Regions from separate parts of the Ovis aries genome. Here region 2 is linked to region 1. Evidence: chromatin contacts called from public Hi-C data. All regions are on one chromosome and are shown on one strand. Each heading gives the region's core, a stretch centred on a gene start, on an enhancer-like site or on the middle of the called end of the contact. The rest is flanking DNA. Distances are from core to core; before and after follow the strand shown. Region 1 holds the start of DTYMK (deoxythymidylate kinase). Region 2 holds the start of HDLBP (high density lipoprotein binding protein).

Evidence for each region. Hi-C and Micro-C count contacts between places; a contact is called where the count stands out from the background.
Region 2: a contact with region 1 is called in a Hi-C map of liver, with 2.1 times the contacts expected there. The contact joins the promoter of HDLBP here to the promoter of DTYMK in region 1. A contact is called at or near these places in 2 of 16 Hi-C or Micro-C datasets (liver and tail adipose tissue).

The regions. Positions count from the first base shown.
Region 1 is chr1:260,206-265,009 of ARS-UI_Ramb_v3.0, reverse strand. DTYMK (deoxythymidylate kinase) reads right to left here and starts at 2,876. Exons shown (of 5, transcript XM_027966775.2): 1 at 2,724-2,876; 2 at 1,611-1,719. The coding sequence starts at 2,853.
Region 2 is chr1:505,056-509,859 of ARS-UI_Ramb_v3.0, reverse strand. It overlaps HDLBP (high density lipoprotein binding protein), which reads right to left and starts at 2,506. Exons shown (of 28, transcript XM_042239347.1): 1 at 2,275-2,506. It overlaps SEPTIN2 (septin 2), which reads left to right and starts at 1,921. Exons shown (of 13, transcript XM_042239362.1): 1 at 1,921-3,180.

The sequences.
Region 1 (4,804 bases), core at 1,627-4,126:
GGTCTCAGGAAGACGGGTGCTCAGTGGGCTCACATGGGGACTTCCTGCCCTCGAGAGGACCCACGTCACTTCTGTGGTACCGCGCCAAAAATGCAAACCCAAATCCACTCGGGAGGAAACATAAACCCAGCATCTCGCTAACAGCCTGCGATCTTTACAAAGAGAGGAAGGGGCAAAACAAACGTGATAGCACATTGTTGCAGGTGAGGCTTGGGAGGCGCTGCTGAACTGCGTGGGAAGCGAGCGCGCGCTTACTCCTCAGGATGAATCCTCGGACGGCCCTGGAGGACCAGCAGGTTCTGACAGGCGGGGAGGAGGTGGAGGCAGCGCCGCAACACAGCACCACGGGCCAGGGCGCTCTGCCCACGCACTGCCCAGGAAGCTCCGGCTGAGACGCCGAGCAAGACCAGCGCCACGCAGCTGGCGGACGACGGCGCCGGACAGCGGCCCAGAATTCAACCTGTCAGCCAAGGACTTCCGCGGGTGAGAAAACTGCTCTGATGGGAGTGGCTGGGGTGACCTGAAGGGGACTTGGGGCAGACAAATGGGCCGGGGCGCACAGGCAGGCACAGCTGGGCAAAGTCGGGGCTGAGGCGGCAAGCGGTCCTGTTTCATATTCAGAACTGATCTGACGTTATTTTCTACTAACCCACAAAAAGCAAAAAGCAAAACACCCACGTCAAGAAACCCTAGATGTGCTAAAGGTTATAAATATGACCTCCCTGGGACTTCCCTGGTCATCCCAATGAAGCGAGATGGTTAAGACTCTGTGCTTCCACCTAGAGGGCACAGGTTCAATCCCTGGTTGGGGAACTAAGATCCCACAAGTCTGAGTGCAACCAAAAAGAAAATTAGAAACAAATAAACCTGTCCTCCTTTTCATCTAACACGTGGAAGGGGTAGGCCTTTCCAGACAAGATCCTGGTTCAACCCAGGCCAGAGGGAGCGGTGCCAGCCTGCTCGTGGGAGGGCGCCAGGTACAGCCCCTCGCGCGCCCACCCGCAGGAACTGCTCCATCCACAGTGGAGCAGCCTTTCGGGACAGCAGGCCGCAGGAGCTGAGAGGAGAGTGGAACGCAGATCGCGAGGCAGTTAGGAAGCACGCCGTGAGGTGATCTGTCCCCAAGGACCCCGTTTATTCATTAGAACACCTCCCGTGACATACGTATTGCTGACACACACGTGTGCAGATGGGAACAGAAGCACCTGGGAGGGTGCCCCACAGGCTGTCAACAGCTGTGCTGGGTACAGAGGGATCCCACCAAGGTGATGTAAAGCAAAGAGGGGGCGGGAGAGGGCAAACCCCAACATCAACTGTCAGCCTCAGTGACATGTCACACCAGTTCATCCAAGGCATAAATAAGAGAGACTCCGGGAGGGGGAGGACGAGCTAGGGACGCTCTGTTCGTCTCCATCGGCTTTTCTGTGCACCTGAAACACCCTAACGTCACCAACGGAGTGGGGTGGGGGGTATTAACTAGAGCTCTGGGGATCTGTGAATAAAGAATGTGCAAAGGGACGGCCTCCAGCCTGACTCAGCCACTCAGAAACAAGAGCCCAGAGTCGCGGGGGAGCGCAGAGCAGGAAGGGTGGCAGGGCCAAGGTGTTTACACGTGCTCCCAGCGATTCGCAGAGAAGAGCAGGTGCACCGAGTGATCCTCCACCTCGCTCTTCTTCTCCAGGTAGGAGCTGAGCAGCTTGCCAATTTCCGTTGATCTTTCTAAAACAAGAGAACACACACAGAAAATGAGACCAGGCTCGCCATGGACATCAGGAACAGTTTGTGCGGAACTTCTGGCCCTGACCCGTCCAACTCTGAAGTTTATTTTACTGCAGCTTTGGAGAGGCTCACACCTTCACCCGAGGAAGGGCAGCAGCGAGCAGCCACTGGGATGAACAAAGCTTGAGGAGGAGGAAGCTCAGGTAGGAAGCAGCAACCAGAGGCAGAGCCAGCCAACGGGGACTGCTTCCAGGACCTGCCTTGACACCAGAAGGATTTTTAAGTGCTGCAGCTGGCTCTGTATCCGAGGTCCTCCGTCCCTGCAGTCCACCAACCCAGGACTGCAGAGTACTGTTTATTGAAAAAAGGTGTCTGTGTGGACCCAAGCGGCTCATACCTATGTCATTCAAAGGCTCAACTGTATAACATTTGCAGACTGTCTCGCTTAAAAATTAAAACGATAAATATTCAAGGAAGCATTTTCCCTCTACCGCTGCCACCTCTGGTTTGTAAACCTTGAACTTCTCTTGAATACCTAAGTATTGATGATATTCTTACAAGCGTTTTCAAGACCAATGTGTTACGTTAAAAATTAAAAATATGACACAAAACCAGTCAGAAGGTAAACACTCAAGGGCGGGCGGGCGGAGGAACCCCAAAACAAAACGGAGACTTGAGTTACAAAGCAGCGCCAGGAAACTTAGGCGTTGACGGTCATTACTCTGGCTGTGAAGACGCCTTCTGGGCTGTACACGTGTTGAGACTCACTAAACACAGGACTGACTGACTGCACGTCAGCCGCGCGTTAATGACCACAGACGCGTCGGGCTGAGGCTCAGGAGCCATCACACGGGCCGGCCCCTGCGCCCCGACCCGCGGATCTACGAGGGCGGGCCCGGCCCGCGAGGCCTTCGCTTCCCACCCTCAGGGCCCGGAGAGGCCCCGGGTCACGTCCCCATCCCCGGTCCCCCGGAAACCCCGCTCGCCCGGCCCGCCGCGCCCACCAGGGAAGCGCAGCAGCTCGGCGCGGTGGCCTTCGGCGCACAGCGCGTCCACCAGCTTGCGGCTCTGGGTGCTCTTTCCAGCGCGGTCCACGCCCTCCAGCACGATGAGCGCGCCGCGGCGGCCCGCCATCGCCGCACCTTCCCGCCACCACTGCCCCGGACCATCCGGACCGCCCATTGGCTGTGGTCGTCCGCGGCGCGCACGGGGATTGGCTCACGCGGGCCGGCGTCCGCGGCGCGCACGGGGATTGGCTCACGCGGGCCGGCGTCCGCGGCGCGCACGGGGATTGGCTCACGCGGGCCGGCGTCTGCGGCGCGCAACGGGATTGGCTCGCTTGGGCCGGCGTGACCGGATTGGCTGGGACTAGTACAGCGGAAGCGGGGCGACTGGTCGGGAGTGCCTCTGTCGCACCGCCTCTTCCGGGTCAGACTGTCGGCGCGCAGGCCGCCGCCTCTGGCGCGGGCGTCCGCGCTTCCAGCGAAAGCACGGGGCTGCAGCCTTGGGGCCTGCCTGTTGCCCACTCGTCGACGGCGGGAGTCTTGAGGGCCAGCGGCTCGGCCCCCGGAAGCGCTCCGTCAGGGTGGCGGCTGTCGTCTTATGGGCGCAAACACTGCCTTCCTGTCTAGGGGTCCTGCCTTCAGGGCTTCGTGGCCTCCGACGGCTCGTCCCCAGGCACACTCGTGGGGGTTCCGACCTCATCCTAGGAGGTTGGTGCGGATAGCAGCGTCAGGCCCGTTAAGTGCTGGGAGCCGCGTTTCCCAGAACGCTCGAGTTGGCCGCGGAGGACCTCGGAGACGGCCGGAAATGTGGCCGTGGACTTGAGGGCTGCTCTCCGGGGAGTCCTCGAGAAGCGCCGGCTTCCCGGACGAGAGGCGGCCGAGAGTGCTGGGGGCAGCCGCGGACCCCCGCGAGCTGCAGACTGTCTACCTCAGTGCTGAGGCTGAGGTCCTGGCAGCCCCCACCTCACTTGTGCAAGCCCTTGATTTCGCTGTGACCCAAGACCCCTGTGGTAGCCTTCCGTTTTCCTGATGGGCCCTTGCTTGATTGGGTTGTGGATCCTGGAAGGGTGGTAGATTCCGTTATTCCCAATTGGCTTTCGTCCTTCATGTTGAGCTTGTAAAGTAACCGGAGCCGACTTTCAGGAAGAAAGCTGGTATGCAGGCCACCACCCTCGTCTTCCAGTCCCCAGTCTGAGACCTGCACTTGCGCGATTACGGCTGCTTTTTCACGCTGGGTTCTGGGCTTCCCTTGTAGCTCAGTTGGTAAGGAATCTGCCTGCAGTGCAGGAGACCTGGGTTCGATTCCTGGGTTGGGAAGATCCCCTGGAGAAGGAAGTGGCAACCCACTCCAGTATCCTTGCCTGGAAAATCTCATGGACAGAGGGCTGCAGTCCATGGGGTCGCAAAGAGTCGGGTACGACTGAGCGACTAACACTAACTTCTGGAATGAACACAGCCAAGCTACACCAGTGCCGCTGACAGGGAGCACCAGCTGGAAATAAACAATTTTGAGCCGAGTCCACCGCGACTTTGGGGCCTTTTGTTACTGCGGTACAATCTACAAAAGGTCCCTGATACGCTAACAGCCCAATATTGCCTTAGATTAACTTTTTCTGAAACTTAACATCTTGCCTTCAAAAGGATGATGGGCTTACAGTAGAGACCCTCCTGAGGTTGGACAGCCTTATACCACATCAGCAGGATGAGTTCACCAGGCTGACAGGCAGGAACACAGGCAGGACCTCAGCTTGTGAGAGCCCAGCCTTCCTGGTCGCCCATGGAAATGGGGGCAGCCTGGCTGGTCTGCCCCTGCATGCTGGGGAGCCGTGGATGCCCTTTAAACAGCAGGAAATACTAGCAAACGTACAGTGAAGTTTCTCACTTGGCTAAAAGAAGCAGCACTCAGCGACTAAACGCCACCAACAGCCGGAATGCCAGCTTCAGGGGCTTCAGTCATCAGGAAATCTAGTTATTTCGCATAACAGAGTCCAGAGTGAGGCCAAGAACTGTCTCTGCTGCTAGTCATCTCGGACGCTGGGTCAGCAACTCACCTGTTCTCTTAGCTTGTCCCTCAGCCCCAG
Region 2 (4,804 bases), core at 1,257-3,756, 250 kb before region 1:
TTCAAGAAGAAATTCTCCCATCAGGACGGTGAGAGGTCAGCCTGGCCCCTTAGAAGGCACGCTGTGACAAGGATCCAGCGGGGTCTCGAGTGCCCAGGAATGAGGGCCAGCGACATCTTAGGAGCGCTTTCCTTCACTCAGGTGACCTCAGTCTGATTAGAGAGGAGGTAAGCCCCGAAAGGGCGTGACAGAGCGGCACTAACAGCAGTTACAGGCAAGTTTCATCTTCGCTGTTTCCAATGGCTTTCAAATGTCCTTCAAGACTTGAGGGGGTACGCTCAGTTTTCTCCAAACCTAAAACTCTCGTGATAAGCGGGTGGTTGATGTCTCAGATCCGGAGAACTGGGAGTTCAAACAACAGAAGCCACTCTGAACCAAATACCTTCTCAACTACTTTAGGACTCTAATATAAACCGTACATCTTGAGCTTAGCGTGGCGGTGCTTCGTGCTCAGAGTCATCAAACACCACCCTGAGCACTAGACTTCGTCCAACGTCCCATTAGCCCAGGTTGCTCCCAGAAACCTACATGGAGCTTGTTCTGCAGAAGAGCACTACCGGCTGCCTCAGACAAAACCCTAACTGTGACGCACCCTGTCGTAACAGGGCCTCAGAAAGCCAGCTGCAGAGAAAGCGCCCGTCCCGTCGTGTCCTGCTGCGGACACCGCCGCAGGTGCAGGCGATCCTGAGGGCAGCCGAGGACAAGAACCGAGGACCTCAAGGGTAAACCACCCTGTTCCTGAGGATTCCGCTAAGACTCATCCGCATTCCTTCGGACGGTGCTTAGTAAGACACAGAGGCCGGCCTTCCACCGGTTTTACGTGGCGCCAGGACGCCACGCAGGGGCTGCCCTTCCCGTCCCCTGAGTGGGCCGGGAGGGGAAGCCGGGCCCTGAGCGCTTCACTTTTCAAAGACGTCTCGTCCGGACGCCCTTTGGGCACAAGCACCTTCCGGCTCCCCGCACCGCGCGGGCGCCCAATGGAAACTCCAGAGTCGTGTTTAATGACAGTTGAGGCATTCGCGCCCAGCCTCCCGGGCCTGCAGGTCGCGGGAGCCGGGGTAAACCGGCCAGACACGGCTGGCCCCCGCCGGGCACGTGGCCCTCCCGCCCCGAGCCGCGCAGCCGCAGTGGGCTTGGAGGAGCCCCCAGGCCTCACCTAGCGAAAGGCGGGGGCCGCCGGCCCACCCTCCCTCCCGTCAGGAGCGGGCCCCAGCCCTGGGCTCAAGAAGGCCACGTCCCCGGGGACGGGCGCCCAACTCTATGGTCCGCGTAGGCGCCGCAGGCCCACGTGACCCCGCGGCAGCCAATGGAGGCGCGGGCCCGACCACCGAGACGACGGCGGCCCGGGGCTAGAGCAGCCCGGCCGGGCCGCTCGCCATCCCTCCCCGGCCCAGCTCCGGCATTCCCTGCTCGGTGCTGCCGCCATCTTCCCGGAGGAGAGACTCAGATGTGAAAGGTCCCCCCTCCCCGTGGTCGTTCCGAACTCTTACTGCCACCTGCCCTCCCCCCGTCCGCCTCTCTCCTCCTCTCTGGTCACTAAGCTCCATCTAAAGAAACTCTCTTCCCCTCATTCTAGTTATCCACAAGGCAAAGTGTTACATTACCTGTTCCTCTCTTATCAGTGTAAGGAAATCAAGCTCATAACGTAGGAACTGTGGCGAAACAGGGACGAGCCGCCATCTTGGTAAAGGAGAAGAGGCTACGCTTGACCTCCCCCCCACCCCCCAGCCTCTATATGGCCAACCGCCGTGGGAGGGGCACGGCGCCTGCGCAGAGGCGGAAACGGGGGAGGCCGGGGCTGCGCCTGCGCACTTGGGAGCTGGAGGGAGGGGCGGGGAGGAAAGCGTTGGCAAGGAGGCGGGGCGGCGTGATGACTCAATCCGCCCGCGCGCGCGGCGGGGCGGGGCGGGGCGCGAGCGCGCGGCGGGCGCTGGGCGGGTCTGCAGAGCGGTCGATTGGTCTCAGTTCTTCGGCGAGGCGGCGGTGAGTGTGTCCCCGTGGGGCCCGGCCGCCTTGGGAGGCGCGAGCTGGGGGCCGACGCCCGCTCCGGGCCGTGGTCGCTCCGGAAGACACGCGGGCGGAGGAGGGGCGGCCGGCCTGGGCTCCTGGGCCCTCTCGACTCCCCGGCCTCCGCCCACCTCCCCGGATACCCGCCCCCCGGCTACCCCCGTTCCCCGGATCTCCCCCAGCTTCCCGGATCTCCCCGGGCCTTCCCCATTCTCGGGTCTTCCCCCCTCTCCGGCCCTCTCCCGCTCCCCGGGCCTTCCCGCTCACGTCTCCCCTAGCCTGTGCGGGTCCCCGGCCCTTCCCGCCCCCGGGGCCCTGGCGCGGGCGGAGGCGGCGGGGTGTGTCCGCGGGGAAGCCGAGTGGCCCTCGCTAACCCCGGGGGAGTTGTGCGGGGCGTGGTCAGCAGTGGGGCCGGGGCGCCGGGCGCTCGCCGGCGGACGTAGTCCGGAAGGGACGGTGCGGGTCGGGCCGACGTGGGCGCTTCCCGCTCCCGCCCGCCCCGGCCGAGAGGAAGCGCGCGAGGCGCCGGCCGCCCCTCCGCTCGGCGGTGGACGGGACTGGGGGGAGGAGGCCCGTGCAGCGCGGACTCCGGGGGCGGGCGGGAGCGCCGTGGCGGGGGGGAGGGGGTCGGTTCTCCCGCGGGCCCGAAGTGGGGCCGACCTGTGGCTCCGTAAGGCCCAAGGGCCGCCGGTTGGCTTTCCGCCCAGTTTTCGTCTCCCCCACCTTGTCTGGGTCCCCTAGACGTACACACGGGCCCCTCCACGCTGAGTTGTTACTTCCAGCTGTCTGCCCTGGTACAGAGCTTGCCTCGAGTCTGGGGCCGCTTGTTTCCAGCGTTCGCTGCCTGGTACTGGCTTTGTTGTCCCGGACTCGGCCCGGATTAGACTTTCCCCGAAGGAGGTGTTGGCCCGATTTCAGCCTCTGCTGCTCCGTGTGGTCGCCGTTCTGCGAGGGGCAGGGGCGCGGACCTGCCCAGCATTACTCGTTGCCTGGCACGGTGACCCGCACATAGCCGACTTTCGGAGCTCTCTCGAACGACGCAGATCCTCACGATACCTCCAGACAAATTCAGGGCCCAAAGGGGCCCCGCCCCCGCCCCCACCGCGTCCTCGGGAGAGCTGATAGCGGCTAGCGGCGGTGCCGGTGCGGGGTCGTGCAGGCCCACTCCTGTTGGTAGGCTGAGGTTCTCCTTCCGGTTTCGGTAGCTCCCGCTCAGGCTTTCTTTTGCATCGTGCAGCCTCCTAACTCTCAATGAACCTTGCCACTGATCTTCTCCACGTTAACTTTATCATAATTTTTATTTTATTTTTTTCATTTTTCTGTCCAATTTGCATTCTGACAGTTCTTAAACTAGCAGAGTGACCTACGGAAATGGGGATAGGACCCATAGGCACGAACCTTTCTGTGTGGTCTTTAATAAATGTGATTCAGGCCCTTTTTGTACCCAACTCAAAAAACAAAAACTGCTGGAAAAGAAAAAGTTGGTTTTGGCTTTTTTTCCAGGGAGAAAAGAATGTGAAAAGTCATCTGGAGGCAGAATTGGGATGAAGCCATTTTTGTAGTCTTAGTTGTCTCATTTTGTGCTAATAGCCGTACTGTCATTAGAGAAAAGGAATTTGATTGTGGGGTGCTGCTGTTGTGCAGTGAAGAGCGTTTGTGGTGTACTGTCAGACCCAAAGGCTGAATGCTAAGTGTTCCAGGGGCTCTGCATGAGGGATTACAGACCCTGAGGTCCTACATTGCAGGGCCATTTGTACATTAGGGTAATGTATGGAACTACAAGGATGACATGTCAGTGAAGGGTGGTTTGGGGTGGTCCACTGACACACACACACGCCACTGAGCAAAGCAAGTTTATGTTGCCGAGAAGCGAGCTTTAGCCATCTGTTTTCTGTCTCCATTTGCTTTAGAAGAGTTGACTTCTTCTGTGTGTTGGCGTGCTATTCCTGTCTGGAAGAAGGAAGCCGTGGGTCCAGGAGAGAAGAACTTTAAGCAATTTCTGTTATTTAGAATGAGTTCAAAAAATTTTCCTTTAACTGAATTTCTGAGGTTTGGGGATCTGATTAATATTCTTCCAAGGTTTAAACTAATCACAGTGCTTGGCATTTTTTGTGTTGCTGGATTGAGACTTTCTCACTGATAAGCAGGTAGTTAAGTTCAACAGAAGAATGTTGAACTTCTTTCAACTTTCATCTTAGAGAGAGTAATCAGTTAATAACAAACTGTTGGAAAGTCATAGTGCGTCCAAATTGTATATCAGGGGAAAAAAATCCTTAGTATTGTATGAAAGAAATGCGTTGTGATAAGAGAAACTTGGTAGAATTGAAAATTAGACAAATGATTTTTAAGAATTCACATCCTGTTCCAGGTAGTAGTCGTCTCATTTTCCCCATGTCTGTCCATCAAGACGAGTCTTAGTGAGAGGTGGCCGGTAGGGGTGATGGTCCCCTTCTTGCCTGTGGGGCAGCCCAGTCCTGGGCTCACGTGTGCTCCAGGTTCAGTGTTGTCAGGGTGCTGCCTTGAAGTTGGCCAGAGCACAGGCGGGGGCCCCGAGTTCTGGGAGGGCGGGCCTGCGGAAGCTCCGGAGAGACTGGGCAAGAGTCCTCGGCCATTCGGGGTCGGCTTGAAGCAGGTGTCTGTGACAGCTGGTCTTCCTATCTGTCCTCAGGCGTTCATTCTTCAGGTGAACTTGAAAGCCATTTTATCCAGTCCTTACAGGAAAAAAACATCATTAGGGAGTCCACCTGGGATTAGACCACGTTTGCGTACTAATTTAGGAAAATAAAAATGAATCGCT